2 separate regions of the Sus scrofa genome follow, and region 2 is linked to region 1. The links are chromatin contacts, called in public promoter capture Hi-C maps. All regions are on one chromosome and are shown on one strand. The core of a region is the stretch at or near the end of the contact, and the rest is flanking DNA. Distances in the headings are between cores, read along the strand shown.

Evidence for each region. Promoter capture Hi-C pulls out the DNA fragments that hold promoters and counts their contacts.
Region 2: a promoter capture Hi-C map of liver shows a contact between it and region 1, with 5 times the contacts expected there. The contact joins the enhancer-like site here to the promoter of ITGA9 in region 1. A contact is called at or near these places in 3 of 5 promoter capture datasets (fetal liver, liver and skeletal muscle), 9 of 47 Hi-C or Micro-C datasets (embryonic fibroblasts, epiblast stem cells, fetal skeletal muscle and 6 more) and 1 of 2 datasets of contacts at active chromatin or transcription factors (skeletal muscle).

The regions. Positions count from the first base shown.
Region 1 is chr13:22,294,424-22,301,892 of Sscrofa11.1, forward strand. It overlaps ITGA9 (integrin alpha-9), which reads left to right and starts at 4,074. Exons shown (of 28, transcript XM_021071658.1): 1 at 4,074-4,720. The coding sequence starts at 4,536.
Region 2 is chr13:22,602,940-22,610,408 of Sscrofa11.1, forward strand. The region is part of intron 23 of ITGA9 (integrin alpha-9); the gene reads left to right. Among named protein-coding and RNA genes, the nearest start is that of CTDSPL, 100 kb to the right of the region's middle. Within about 2 kb of position 4,337, at least 7 of the 83 cell types and tissues checked have an H3K27ac peak or open chromatin away from gene starts, as enhancers often do. A contact at or near this core is called in fetal liver and liver, where this site is marked.

The DNA of each region.
Region 1 (7,469 bases), core at 2,824-5,323:
TCATGTTTTAGATTGGATGGGGACATCGTGAGGTGTGGGGCATTATTCTGCCAATCACAGGGCAGACGGTGTGTTCGTGTGTCAGAAGCTTTGAAGCTACCGCAGAATGTGTTCACTGTGGGTTAGGAGTATCTGTTCTAGAAACTGTTCATTCTAGATGTTGAAATAGCAAGGAATTCAGTTTGGCTGCAAATAACAAAATTCTCAAAAGGAGTGAGTGGCTCCTGTAAGTTGATGTTTAAGTCTTGAGGAAAGTAGCCCAGGTCAGGTGTGGCAGCTTTAGGATGTGGGAGCCGAGGTCTCTGCAATTCTCCTGGCCTTTACTTCAAGGTAGCTTTCAGGATGGCTCCTGCATCTCCAGCCATGACCTCTGTCTGCGGTTCAAGCAAGAGAAAGAAGGGCACAGGGTAAAATTCTCAGGCCAAGTGAGTTAGCGCCCCTTAAAAAAATCTTCCCAAAGCACCCCCTACCCCAGTTATCTGCCCCCCCACCAATGAAATATGCTTTCATCTCATTGGGACACTAGTAAACATAACTTTATTTATTTTTTTTAAAGTAGGCACATTAATGCTCCAATTCTGGGCTCTGAAAGTAAGGAAAATGGGAAGTTTGGATATCAGGAAGACACTAGTAGTCAATCAGAAATTAGGGTTTTTTTCCCCTAAAAGTAGAACAGATCATTTTCACCCTCTTATAACCACAACTCAGAGAAAGTTAAAAAACTGCTTTAGGAGTTCCCGTCGTGGCGCAGTGGTTAACGAATCCGACTAGGAACCATGAGGTTGCGGGTTCGGTCCCTGGCCTTGCTCAGTGGGTTAAGGATCTGGCGTTGCCGTGAGCTGTGGTGTAGGTTGCAGACACGGCTCGGATCCAGCGTTGCTGTGGCTCTGGCGTAGGCCAATGGCTACAGCTCCGACTGGACCCCTAGCCTGGGAATCTCCATATGCCGCGGGAGCGGCCCAAGAAATAGCAAAAAGACAAAAAACAAACAAACAAAAAAAACTGCTTTAGATCTCCACCAAAGTGCCTCAACCTCTTATTAGACCTGCTTTTCTGCAAGCAGTTCATTCATGCAACAGTGTTTAGGCATCTGCCTACCCCGGGCCTGAGGGATACCAAGATAACTAAGGTACTCTTTTCTCCCTAGTCTTAACAGTCTATGGGAAGGAACAGAGAGTCAGAAAAATAAAACTTCCCACTGTCAGTGTTGAGAGAGATGTGTAAACACTGGTGTGGGAACTCAGAAGGGAAAGGTGCAGAGGAAATGGCACGGAAAGGGTGAGGTGGGAACTGGGCTGGAAGACTAGGATGGACTGGGTTTTGCTAGCTAGATAAAAGGGGTGGGGCATTCTGGGAAGAAAGAACAATATTGAGAAGGCACAGATGGGGGAAAATCTCTCCTGGACATGTTTAGGGAACAGCTAGATGCTGCATGTGGATGCATTGCAGGGTTTGGGGGCAGTGAAACAGGAAAGGTGCACACGATGCTACTGGTCATGGAGACACAGCCACCCCGCCCCTTTGAGTCATACTAAGGAGGTTTGGCCCCAACCGGTAGGAGATGGGAGCCAACAGGAGGCTTTAGCCATTATCCAAATCTCTGTTATAGGTGGAAGAGGTAGACAAGAGTAGAAAAACCACCATAATGTGGGCAAACTTCATAATAATAAAAGAGCCATCATAGTATGAATCTTATGTTTATATCAAAAAACAAAGCCCTAAATTATATGATTAAAAACTGACAGAACTACAATGAGAAACAAACCTACCATCATAGTGGAGATTTTAATACACCTCCTTGAATAAGTCATAGAATATGCCAACAAAATATCCATAGGAATAAATGAGCTTTGAACCACATGATTAACAAACTTGACGCAATTGACACATACAGAACAATACTTCCAACAGCGGTTTTGCATTCTTTACAAGTGCGTGTAAAAAATTCACCAACGTTGACCATATGGTGCGTCCTGAAACACATTTTGACACATTTCAAAGGATTTAAAAAGTACAGAATATGTTCTATGACCATAGTGGAATTAAATCAGGAACAAAAAGATTATTAGAAAATCCCCCACAACTTGGAAATGAAGCACCACCCTTCGAAATACCCCACGGGTCAAAGGGGAACTTAAAATTGCAATTAGAAAATATTTTGGACACATTAGAACTTGTGGGCTATAGCTCAAACAGGACTTAGAGGGAAATTTAGTGTGTTTACACACACATACGTATTACATATTTTAAAACGTATATATCAGAAAAGGATTAGAAAAATAGTAAGGCTAAAAATCGAAGCATCTATCTCAAGGAGCTAGAGAAAAGCATTGCAATTTAAATCCAAACAAAGTAGAAAGAATAATAAAGATCAAAAAATCAATAAATTGTTAAGATTAAAAAGTAAATGCAATACAGAAAAATAACACGAAAGTCAAAAGTGGGTTTTTTGAAAAATTAATAAAATTAACAACTCCTACAAAGACAGACCAAGAAATAAAGACCAAAACCACAAATTACAGGCATGAAAAAGCTGACATCACTGCAAATTCTGCACATATTAAAAAGGTAATGATTATGGTTAAATGGTCAAGGAAAGACATGGGCTTGAATTGAACACTACGCAGTACAGATGAGAATGAATGAATGGATTTGGAAGCTTGAGGAGGTAGAAAAAACAGGACTGGTTAGATTGGGTATGACAAGAAATAGGTGTAACACTTTGTGCTGAGCTCTCTTAGGTGACTGGGCAGCCATGGGGTTCCACTAGTGAGGCTGGGCAGCTGGGACAGAGAAAAAAGCTTGGGGAAATTGGACTAAAACCAACTTTTCCCAATTTAATTTTACTGCTTTTTTTTTTTTTGACTTGCTATTTAGAAAACAAACCGCCCCCCCAAAAAAACCAGAAAATAACAAGTGTTATGAAAATATAGAGAAATGGAAACTCTGCGCTCTTTGTGGGGATGTAAAATGGTGCAGTGACTGTGGAAAGCAGTATGGCAGTCTCAAAAAGTTAAACAACTACCATATGATCCAGGTATTCCACTTCTGGGCGTACACCCTGAAGAACTTGAAGGTATTTATCTGGAACAGGTAACTATACACCTATATTCATAGAAGTATTATTTACAATAGCCCCAAAGTGGAAACAAACCAAGTGTCAATCCACGGATCAATAAAGAAAATATAGTGTGTACATCAATGGAATATTATGTGGTCTTTAAAAGGAAAAGAAATTCTGGGAGTTCGCATTGAGGCTCAACAGAAACAAATCTGATTAGTATTCGTTAGGACGCAGGTTTGATCCCTTGCCTTGCACACTCGGTTAAGGATCTGGACATTGCCCTGAGCTGTGGCTTAGGCCAGTAGATACAGCTCGAATTTAACCCCTAGCCTGGGAACCTCCATATGCCACAGGTGTGGCCCTAAAAAAGATTAAACATAGAAAGAAAGAAAGGAAAAAAGAAAAGATTCTGATGCATGCTACAACAAGGATGGACCTTGAGGGCATTATGCTAAGTGGATTGCCAAGCACAAAAAGACAAATATTGTATGATTCCACCCGTGTGGGGGTACTCTGAGTAGTTGAATTCATACAATTTGTTGCCAAGGGCTAGGGGGAGGGAATAAATGAGGAGTTAATGTTTCATGAATATAGTTACAGTTTTGCAAGGTAATTCCTAGAGATTGGTGTCATGTCTGCACAACAATGTAAATGTACTTAATGCCACCACACTGTCCACTTAAAGATGGCTAAGATGGTAAATTTTACACACACCCCGACCCATCCACCCAAGCGGAGGTTTTGATTCAATAGGACCTGCTGACTGGCATTTCCAAGTTCTCAGGTGCTGCTGGTGGTGCAGGGATCACATGTACGCACCAGCTGCGAGGAAGCCAGGTGATGATCCCGTGAAGATGTCCTCTGCTCGCTCCCACGTGGCTATCATCGTTATTGGCATCAGCTGGCGTTTCTGGAGCGCTTGCGGGCTAAGGGTTATCTCAGAGCTGGGTGAAGAGACAGCGGATGGGCGGGGCTGGAGTATAAACTTCACCCGCCTTCACCGGTTCTCGGTTTGAGTGTGACACCTGGCAGGACTGCAGGGAGGTTTAGAATTGTCTAGGGACCAGGAAGGTGGGGCGACTGGACTTCTCTTCCGCTGCGGGCGGCGGCGGGAGGCTCGTGGCCCGCAGGGGGCGCTGCAGCGCCGTCCCGCCGCCGGCCGCCCAGGCCGCCCACCCCGCGGGCGCGCCTCTCTGCAGTCCAGCGCCGCCCGGGCCGGGACCGGCTCGCTCCGAGCGCTCACACTTCTCCGCCGGACAGAGGACGCCGCCCGCTCCGGGCCGCCCCTGTGCTCGCTTGCAGCGCCCGCTCAGCTCACGGCCCTCGGCCCGGCGCCGCGTCGCGCCCGCGTTCCCCCGCGGAGCTCCGGCCCCCGGGAGCTTCTCCGCCGTCGGCGGACCCTGAGGCCCCGCTGCCGGCACGCTCGGCGCCCTGCTCGCGGGGCACAGGGGAGGGCGGCGGCCGGCTGGGGATGGGCGGCCCGGCGGCGCGGAGGGGCGCCGGGCGGCTCTGCGCGCTGTTCCTGGCGCTGGTGGCCGCGGGGACTCCCGCGGGCGCATACAATCTCGACCCGCAGCGCCCGGTGCGCTTCCAGGGTCCCGCCGGGTCCTTCTTCGGCTACGCGGTGCTGGAACACTTCCACGACAACACGCGCTGGTGAGTGCCCTCCGGCCCCAGCCCGGACCCCGACCCCGGGCAGGCCTCAGACCCTCGGCTGCCGCCACCGCCTTTCCGGCCTCTCCACGCCGCCGTCCCGAGGGGGTGATTTAAATGTCTCTGTTGCGCGCAGCCGGGCTGCCAAGGGAAGGCGGGGAGAAGGGAGGACGCCGGTCCCGGTCCAGCGGACGCCGGAGCGGGCGCCCGAGTCGAGTCGGAGGGGATCGATCGGGCTCCTGCCCGGGTTTGAGAGCCGCCGGGGTTGCCCCCTCGCCTTCCCAACTAGACTTATCTTAACTCTCTGGGTCGTAGAGTAACTTGGTTCCTCCAGCATCCTGACTCCCCGGGCCGGGGAGACAGGACTCCTCGGTTTGGGGAACCCTTGGTGACACCCCATCCACCCCTTCCCGGCTTTGAGCCCCTCCTGCCGGCTGCGCAGGAAGTAGATAGAGTATCCCCGACATGCGAAATGCTAGGGGAGTGGGCTGGGTGTGCACGGAGGAGGCCTAGTGTGTTGTCGCCTATTCTCTTACCAGACCCTCTGTGGAAGCTGAGAGGGTCTGGGAGGCGGGGGGTGGGGGTGGGATGGTCCACGACCTCCCAGTAACTAGGCTCATGGGGCCAGTGGGTGATTTCTGGGGCAGCCTGGTCCTCATCTCACATGGGGCTGCTGACCAGGAGATAAGCGCTCAGTAGCGGTCACCGAGTCCAGTTGCCTCCTGAGTGACCCCCTCAGAATCCCAAGGGGTGGGCGCTCTTCCCATTAAGCACCGTCTGCTAAGGGAAACAGAGCTTGAGTGTCCAGGCCCAGAGGAGATGCCCCAGGGGAGGTTGATCACTCCTTGGACTTTTCTCCTGGACAAGAGTGAATGAAACAGCCATATGAGGCTCACCCCCCTCCTCAAAGCATTAGGGTGTGGAGAGTTCCCCAGTGCGGGTCCAGGTGAAAACTAGTCCTGGGCTGGTTTTATTGTGTGGTCACCACTGTGTGCATCCCTAGGGGTTGTAGGCTTGGAGGGGGAGGTCAGTCGTGTGTGCTCATGATGTAGTTCTGCTTAGAACTGGACAGAGGCTGATGGAAAAGGGAGGGATTGTAGTTTTGAGCCCTGGAGCATTCCTGGAAAAGCAAGGACTCGGTGACCAGCCAGCCCTTTACAATCATGCTGTTTAGGAGAGTTGCCTTCAAGAGAACCAGTTTTTAAAGTTGTTGTGTAGCTCTTTTCTGGTTTCCCATCTCCCTCCCTATCATTTATCCCAGTTGCTGTGTTCAAGGCCAACTGTCTTTTCCTGCACTTGCCAGATCCCCCTTTTAAAGCAAAGCAGGCCTTCACCTTTTCTATATCTCCCAGACTCAGAGTCCACTGTGGACTTTGGATTTGGTAGTGAATGAAGCCTGGGCAGGAGAAGTTAGAGACCACATCTCAGAATCCTAGGCTGGGCTCTGGGACTGTGTGACCTTGGCACAAAACACAAGTGGAGGAAGGCTGTCCAGAATAGAAGGGCCACTCTGGGCAGGGGGCAGTTGGGGAGGGCAGGCAGAGGTGCTGGAGCATGGTGTGGGATCTGCAGCTGCATGGCCTCCTGGGTCTTTGGGCTCTTTACGCTCCTACAGGGAAGAGAGGCATCAGGACCCTATTACCTGGATTTGGATGGGCTACAGGTGAAAGCTGCCCCAGCTCTGAAGAAGCTGGGGGAGTCCAGAGCAGATCTGGCCTGAAAAAAGAGTTCAGCCTGTTTTATTTTAAAAAGGGAATGGTAGGCTCTGTGGTGTAAATTATTTTGACCAGTGCAGGAAAAGACCCAGAATACAAGGCAGAGAGGGAGTGAGAATGGACAGTTGTGCGAGGGTGTAGCTTTGGTGTCAGTGAAGATGTGGGGCAGATATTTCACGGTTCCATGGGAGCCCATCACCGCCAGACTGCTGGTCTCAAAAGCACTCCCTCCGCTTCTGCTACTGAGTGGGCTGCTTTTTTTTTTTATTGAGTGCTTGTTTCTGTAGTTTTTCAAGTACCAACTAATCTCTACTGAAATTGTTTTATTATTTTTTAAAATTAAAGTGTAATTAATTTACAGTGTTGTGCCGATTTCTGCTCTACAGCAAAGTGGTACAGTCATAAATATTTTTTTCTTTTTCTTTTTTTAAATATAAACTTTCTTTTTTTGGCCATGCTTTTGCATGTGGAAGTTTCAGGGCCAGGGATTGAACCTGCGCCACAGCAGTGACAATGCCAGATACTTAACCTGCTCTGCCAGTTTACTGAAAACTCCTGAAATTGTTCTAAAGCAGCTTTTCTCTCCCCCCCGCCCGTCTTAGTTTCTGCTTATCCCCTTGACTTCTGTCCTCTTGCTATTTCTTCCGAGCATCTTCGCTATTCTTTTTCTCTCCTCTCCCTTCCCCCTCTCCCCCCTCAGCTTCTTGGTCTTGGACCTTGAACATTATTCTCTGCTGGTTATGCTGCCCAGTCTTGGTACACTGGGGCCTTTGAAGCAAGAGACTGACAGCATCTCCTATTTTCTCCTTTCTTTTCTTTATCGTCTAGATTTACTACAAGGCTAATGAAACTTCCACCAAAGGCCTCTCACTTGCATAAGCCCCTTACCAAGGCCCTGTGCCTAATTCTATACTCTTAATTTTGTATTAATTCAAAGTAGTAGCCCTGTATTTGTAGGATTCAGGCCCTGCGGAATCTGGATCTACTTTAGGTGTTCACCTTAGCTCTTAGCTCTAGGGTTGGTTGATTGACTTAAT
Region 2 (7,469 bases), core at 3,087-5,586, 310 kb after region 1:
TAGTCTTTGGATGAGATAACCTCTTCTTCCTGAGCAAATCGTAAGTTGTAGAACCCATAAGAAAATTTGACAAATTTAAATCTATAAAAATATCAAAACTCTTGTGTGATCCAAATACATCAGAAACAAACTAAAAGATATTTGGGAGATATAATGGCAACATAATTAATGGACAAATAATATGTAAATCACTTCCACAAATCAATAAGGAAAAAGTCAAAATGGGTAAAGGGATAGGAAAAGGAAATTCACAAAAGAACTTTTGATGACAAACATTAGCCTCACCAATATTTGCATCAGAGCACTGCAAACTCAAATGAAAATGAGGCTTCCCCCCCCATTAAACTGGCAAAAATCTAAAAAAATTGTTAATATACTTTGTTGATGAAGATGAGGGAAAATTGGTACTCTCAAATACTACTGATGTGAAGGGCAATTTGATAGAAACTATCAGAATTTAAAATATGAATACTAACATTTCTACTTTTCAGATCCTGCTCAAATACTACATTCAGTAGAAATTTCTAATGTTTTGATGCTAGATGTGGTTGGTCATTGTTCTCAGCTTAAATGTAGCCTTTTCCTTAGTGGCGAAGTAGAAAATAAAAATACTACTCTGTTAGGATTCTGAGAAGGAGCTGTTAGATTCAGGCTAAAAAAATTAGTAATAACAATAATCATAATAACGATAATAAATTTTTACAGATGAGGCACTGTAGCAAATACTTTATCTGGACAAACTCTTCTTTTAATTGTCATTATCATTTGGTAAGGAAACAGAGATACAAACAAAGGGACATCCAGACAAGGTCACAGGTTGGTAAATGGTGAGATTGATGTCCTCTCTTAACCACTGGGCTGTACAGCCATGGCAGGACCTCCTAACATCATTTACATCATTTTGTCTGGACCTGTAGCTGTCCAGCAGCTGTAGCATCATCTGTAAGTGAGAAACGTAGAAAGGCAGAAACTAAGCACCACCCAGGTTCGCAGAATTAGAAGCTAGGTTTTAACAAGATCCCCCAGTGACCCTTTGCACATTAATATTTGAGAAGCTCTGGTCTAAAAGCATGTTACTTAACTCTCTCTGAGCATCCTTTTCCTCATCTATCAAGTGGTGATGATGATCTTTGCCACAAAAGGCTATTGTGGGGTTTTTTGTTGTTGTTGTTGTTGTTGTTGTTGTTTTGCTTTTTAGGGCCACACCCGAGGCATTATGTAGGTTCCCAGGCTGGGGGTCAAATCGGAGCTATAGCTGCTAGTCTACACCACGGTTCACGGCAACACTGGATCCTTAACCAACTGAGCAAGGCCAGGGATCAAACCCACAACTTCATGGTTCCTCGTCGGATTCATTTATGCTGCACCGTGACGGGAACTCCCATATTGTGGGGATTTTTTAATCCATTCCTCCATTCATTCAGCAAATATTTTGCACACACCCTATGCCAAGCACTGGGTTACTGTGGGGAACAAAAACAGACCAAAAAAATAATAATTTCCAGCCCTCTAGTAGCTTACCTTCTAGTGGAGGCAAGTAATAAAGAAGTGAAACATACATTCCAAGATGGGGAAGGCTTCAGAGAAAAGCAAAGGAGGCGAGGGGATAGAGTGGAGAAGGTTGTGGTTTTCTGTAGAGCTGTCAGGGCAGGTCTTGCTGAGGGGGGGATTCAAGCTGTCTCAGGAGTTGGTAAGATGATCTTTGCTCATAAGGCCTTGCCACGTCTGTGTTTCCTGAGAATCCTTTTCCTTGATTTTAGCCCTCCCTGGTTTCTCTCCTGTAAAAACCCATCCCCATGCTGCCCTGATCGGCAGGGATACCAGGAATCTCTGTGTGTGTGTCCTCCTTGGCACTCACCGTGGGGGAGCTCTCTGCCACAAAGTGAATCACTTCTTTCCCTGGCCACAGCGTTGACAGTAACACCAATTTTTGAAGCTGGCTGGTTGTTACGGCACATTTTGAGTGAGGAACATCTGGCTTTTATGACTTAGTTAGGCTTGCAGGGTAATTGCAACAAGAAATCTCCCTGCAGCAGGCTTGCCGGAGGCCAAGACTTAACTTCTATATAACCAGCCTTGCCACTTGAAAGCAACCCAGCAGGTAACTTGAAGCAAAATTGGACAATTTCCCCCACCTTTGTTTTTTCCCAATATGTACTCCTTTCCCTCTTGGTAAACGAATATGCTTCTTTTTCTTCCCTCCTTCATCTCAGTTTCTTCTGTAGAACTTGAGGGCTCACCCTAAACCAATCAACTTCATCTTGGTCGGAAAGTTCCTGCTACCAAGAATTTAAGTTTAGACACCCGCGCCAGGATGCCAAGTCCTTGGGTGATAGTCATTCTTTTCCCTGACCTCCTGTAACTTAAATAGTGTCATGTAAAGTTAACTGTTAATAACACTGTTTATGTTATATGATAAGGGGCTAAGGGAGGAAATGGGGGGAAAAAAAAGAAACCTTCTCCAGCAGGAGCAGGTAGCTTTTCAGCTACCTGGGTGGGTTGGGGGAGTTTAATGATTCAACCCTCTGCCTTTGGACAGAATACAGTTGAGACAGCTCCCCAGTACAACAGACCCATGTTCCAGCAAGTTCTCCTGGTGAAGCCATTCTGATATCCCTTGAACCCCATTTCTTATGACTGTCTTTAGTTCATTGTGTTCTAAGTTCCCGACCTTTGCTGGGCTAAAGTGGAAAACCATTGCCGAGCTCCTCTGTGGAGAAGCTGGACTGTGCCTTTGGGTTTGTCCCACTTTTCTTCCCCCCACAGGTCACAGTTCCGTTAGTTCTCTTTTTCCCATCTTGACTCATCCTCTTGGCTCTCTCTGTATTCTTCAAATCAATAAAAATTCAAAACCGAGCCGCAAATACTATGCCCCTTTATCCAGTCTCTCCTTGTTACAAATGGTTATGACGCTGGTGGGGAAGAGCTGGTTTACCATTTGAAAATGTGCTTTTACGCCTAATGATTTCCCTGAGTAGCCCTCAGAGGCACCCTGAGGTTCTCTGCAAAAAGATAACAGGGAGATTTTAATGGCCAAAACCATGAGGACCAAGACCCTGCATGACTTCCCCCTCACCTTTCCAGGCCATATTCTGCAAAGTCCTCTGCCCCTAACCTCACCCCGACCCTGTCTTCCAGCCACTCTGGACCAGAGGCTGCTGACACCCCTCCCCCCATGCACTTCCGTGGGCCTCATGACCTTGCTAATGCTTCTCCCTTCCCTCTGGCTGTGGAAAGCCCCCTCATTCCTCAAGACCCAGGTCACTCATCCTCTCTTCCATCAGCCTACCCAGATGTCTTCCCTGATAGCTCTGCCTTAGGGCCTTTGCACCTCTCTGTCCTGAGAACACACTTCCTCAAATCTTTGTGGGGCTGGCTCCCTCTCAATGCATGTCTGAGCCCAAAGTTCACCTTTCTGGGAAGGTCTTCCCTGACCTCCTCTGGAAAAGTTGCAAACCCCCAATCAACTTTCATTTCCCTGTGTGCTGTTTTCTTCATACCACTCACCACTGTCTGAAATTAGTATTTCTGATTGGCCATCTTCTTCCCCAAGATTAAAAGCCTCTTGATAGTCAAGATCATGGCCACCTTGTTTTCTGTGTATCCCCAGTGTTTGGTGCCTGGATCGTAGGATGTGCTCAGATAAATGATAGTATTGGTTTGTCCCAGTCTGTGTCACCATCACAAATATGTCTCTGTGTGTTAGGATAGGGTGTGTGTCATTAGACACCTACACACCCTGCCGCACATCAAACAAGCACCCCTGTGCCCCCAGGATTGAATTGCAATCCCCAAGTAGGGATGTTTTGACAACTTCCTAAACCCACAACAAAGACTGCTATAATCTCAATGTAGGAAGAAGTAAAAATGTAAAACTGTGAGAAATGAGGGCTTCTAAGAGCAAATTTAAACTCCACACATTTTGGTCAGATATGAAAACGTATTCTCTTCTCTCTCTCTCACATACACACACACACACACACACACACACACACACAACACACCAAGTCTGTTGATTTCAGCGATGGCCTCAAACCATTTTTTTTCTTTTTTCTTCTTTCTGCACCTGTCTAAATGTGAGCTGAATAGTCAGATTCCTGAAATGGTCAGGATTAGGTTGAATTTAATTTTTTTTTTCTCAACAGAAGTCAAACCTTAAAAGAGGGGAGATGGCTGGTGAAATTCTAGAATGAGAGTTACGTTCCTGGGCTCTTGGGTCAGTGTTAGTTTGGGTTGGAGGGAGGAAGCGTGTGTGTTCCTGGGCACAGCTTACGCTCTCCTGCAGCCTCTGGGAGGTGGGGAACGCCTGCCGCCTGGGCTGCGCGTGCAGGGAGTGGTGCAGAGGCTGACCTTCAGCCCATGTGGACGGAGCGAATGAATCCCGCAACAGGGCGTCTCCTGGCTGACTGAGGGCACTGCCGTATCAGGGTCATGGGTTCATGCATGTGGCTGGTGTGACATCTGGGAGCATTAAGGCTTCGTGGATACCGAGGTGCACATTCTCTGTCTGGCACGAATTGGCCTTGAAAGTTGGTGATTATGCCATTTACTTCCCTTCATTTTTTTTTTTTTTCCATTCCTTAAAAGCCACATAGCCCGAGACATTGCAAGGGTGATGGGTTGTTACCAAAGTCGACAACAGGAAATCTCAATGAGGATAAACAGACCACATCGGTCATTGCTGAGAGGCACATGGTTCTCTTTGAACCTACCAGGGACTAATTGTGAGTGGGTTGGAAGCATGAAAACAGGAAAACTCCTTTCTGTTAGACACACCAAGTCTCTTCAGAGCAAAAGGAACCTTCTCAACATTGTTAGACACTGAGGAGTAATTATGTCCCCAATTGTCAGGATGGCAAGGCCGCTTACTTCTCCAGAAGAATCTAAATATAGGACCAAGAACATGTTTCAGGCCTCCCATGAAGTCTTGAAGCTTCAGACTCAATGAATACCATCTAGCTTCTCTTTTCACTGCTCCGATGTATGGACCCCCAGAAAAGCAGTGTAAGAGGTTAGACAGGGTGTTTCCGTTTTGGCTCAGAGGTTAATGAACCTGACTAGCATCCATGAGGACATGGGTTCAATCCCTGGCCTCATTCAGTGGGTTAAGGATCCGTTTCAGCCGTGAGCTGTGGTGTAGGTCGCAGACACAGCTCAGATCCTGCGTTGCTGTGGCTGTGACATAGGCTGGCCGCTACAGCTCCCATTGGACCTCTAGCCTGGGAACCTCCATATACCGTAGGTGTGGCCCTAAAAATACAAAAAGACAAAAAAAAAAAAAAAAAAAAGCTTAGACAGATGCTCATACCTGAAACATAGCATCCAGAAAATAAATGTTATTTTGGCAAAAGAGTAATAGTAAAGTGATGCTTCTAATAAATGCAAGATAACTCAGTGAGTCCACAGGCCAGCTGCTTTATCCTCTAGATGGGTATGAACTTGGTTCTATACCATAAGGTGGGGTTAAGAGCTAGAACCGGAGCTTAAATAAACCAGTACAATTCCAGGGACTGTGTTATGTCCCACATGGGGGCTACTGGCTCATTTATTATCCAAATCATCAGACCCTTCCGCTTCCAAAATGCTTCATTATCTGCGGAAGGAAAATATTTTTGGCATGCACGTCAAGTGCTCAGATAACATACTTCTGTCTCCCTTTTTCACTAAAGAGAGTCTAACCACATCTGGAAATTCTTTGGTGTCACTGCCTCTCTGAAACTACATCCCATCTGTATCACTTTAACTCCAGTAAGAGGCCATGCCCGGGCTGCATGGGGTGGGGGTGGGGGGGGCGCTTGTCTTTCTCTGATTGAATGTAAATGAATTGTTTTCCAGGGCAGCCTGGTGGTGGCCTGAACTCTTGACTTTTCAGCATGTTGGCCTGTCACACCCAGAGGAAAAGGGTGTGGGGGATGGGGAGGAACGCCGTTGTTTCAGCCAAACTCGAGCGCTGGTGGGGAAAAAAAGCACTGCCTTTTATCCTAAGAAGTGACAATCTTTTATGAAATAATGGCGATGCATACAGAGGTCAGAATCGTCCAACAGATCCTGCTCTTTCTTTCCTCTGGAATGTTGACTTGAGGCTTTGTCCCCTTTATTTTCTGTTTCAGTTCTGGTCTCAGTAACACCCTGAACTTTTAGATCAAATACAGCTTCCCACGGTGGTAATGGCCTTAAGGGGAGGGAAAGGTGCTTGGGGAGGCAAGTCTTTTTTCTTTTTGCTTTTTTTTTTTTTTTCCATTTTTTAAAGATTTTTTTGAAGTATAGTTGATTTATGATGCTGTTATAATTTCTGCTGTCCAACAAAGTGAGCAAGTCTTTTACTTAGAAGATAATTTTCAACTAGGAAGCGAGAAGACAGCTAGAGTTGAAGTTAGGATCTTTTCAGTCTTCTTAGGAAAAGCCTCTCCTTTTCTAAAAAGACATTAGGTCATTCTTACATTTCTTGTTCCTCCTGCTTCATCCCAACGCTGCAGGAGGCTGTTGTTTATTGGCTCTTCTGTGCTCTTATTTGCCCATGTCAGTTTGAAAGGAGAACACAGCTCTTCACCTGAGGATGGAGGCCAGGAGGGCCTGTCCCAAACTAGAACTTCATATTCACTCACCTCGTCTTGGGGTGGCCATCAGAATGGTTTTCCTTTTTGTCTCTTTGTATGAACACATCGGAGTCTCTTGCTACGCACAAAGGTAAACATCAGAAAATCAAAACTTGCCAAACTGATAAGCAGGGGGACCCTTTGCATATGGCCAGACAATCCATAGCTCTTGCAAAAGGTCTGCCAAAGAATGCTTTCAGAACTCCTACCTTTAGAGGATGCACGCACACAAAAATTGGCCTCTCAGCCTTTCAAATACATTTGTAACATAGGCATATCCATGAGAAGGACCTACTCAAGCTGGTGATCACTGTTTTTCTACCCTTATATTAAATAGTGTCGTGGCAACTGAAGACATCCAGGGGAATAAGTGGAGACGTTGAGCACCCACCCCTTCTAGGTTATCCTGGGTTTGCATTATTATAGAGCCTTGGAATGAATGGTGATACGTATCCATATTTGTCTTAAGGATTTAGCATTAAAATATTGTCATCTCTCTTGGGTCAATATCAAGAAACAATAGTAAATCGTAGTAATGTGATTTAACATAAGAGATAATACAAAGAGCTCTTTAAGACTAAAAATCTGTCAGAGTTTACATTTCTCTGGACGGAAAATGTGCAGCTCTTATTTATCTTCCTAGTAGTAAACATCTGAGATCAGTCTAATTAACCAGGTGGTATCATTTCTCGACCCTTTTATCAGGGCTATTTTTATTTCAAACATTAGAGCTCTAAAATTAATATCAGCAAAGCCCTCGTGGTCATTGTTCAGCCTCCCGTGGGAGAAAAGAGACTTATTCTGATACCGTGGTTCCAAGAGCAGGCAATATAGATAATTGAATTAGCAAAGTAGGCATTTACAGCATTCTCT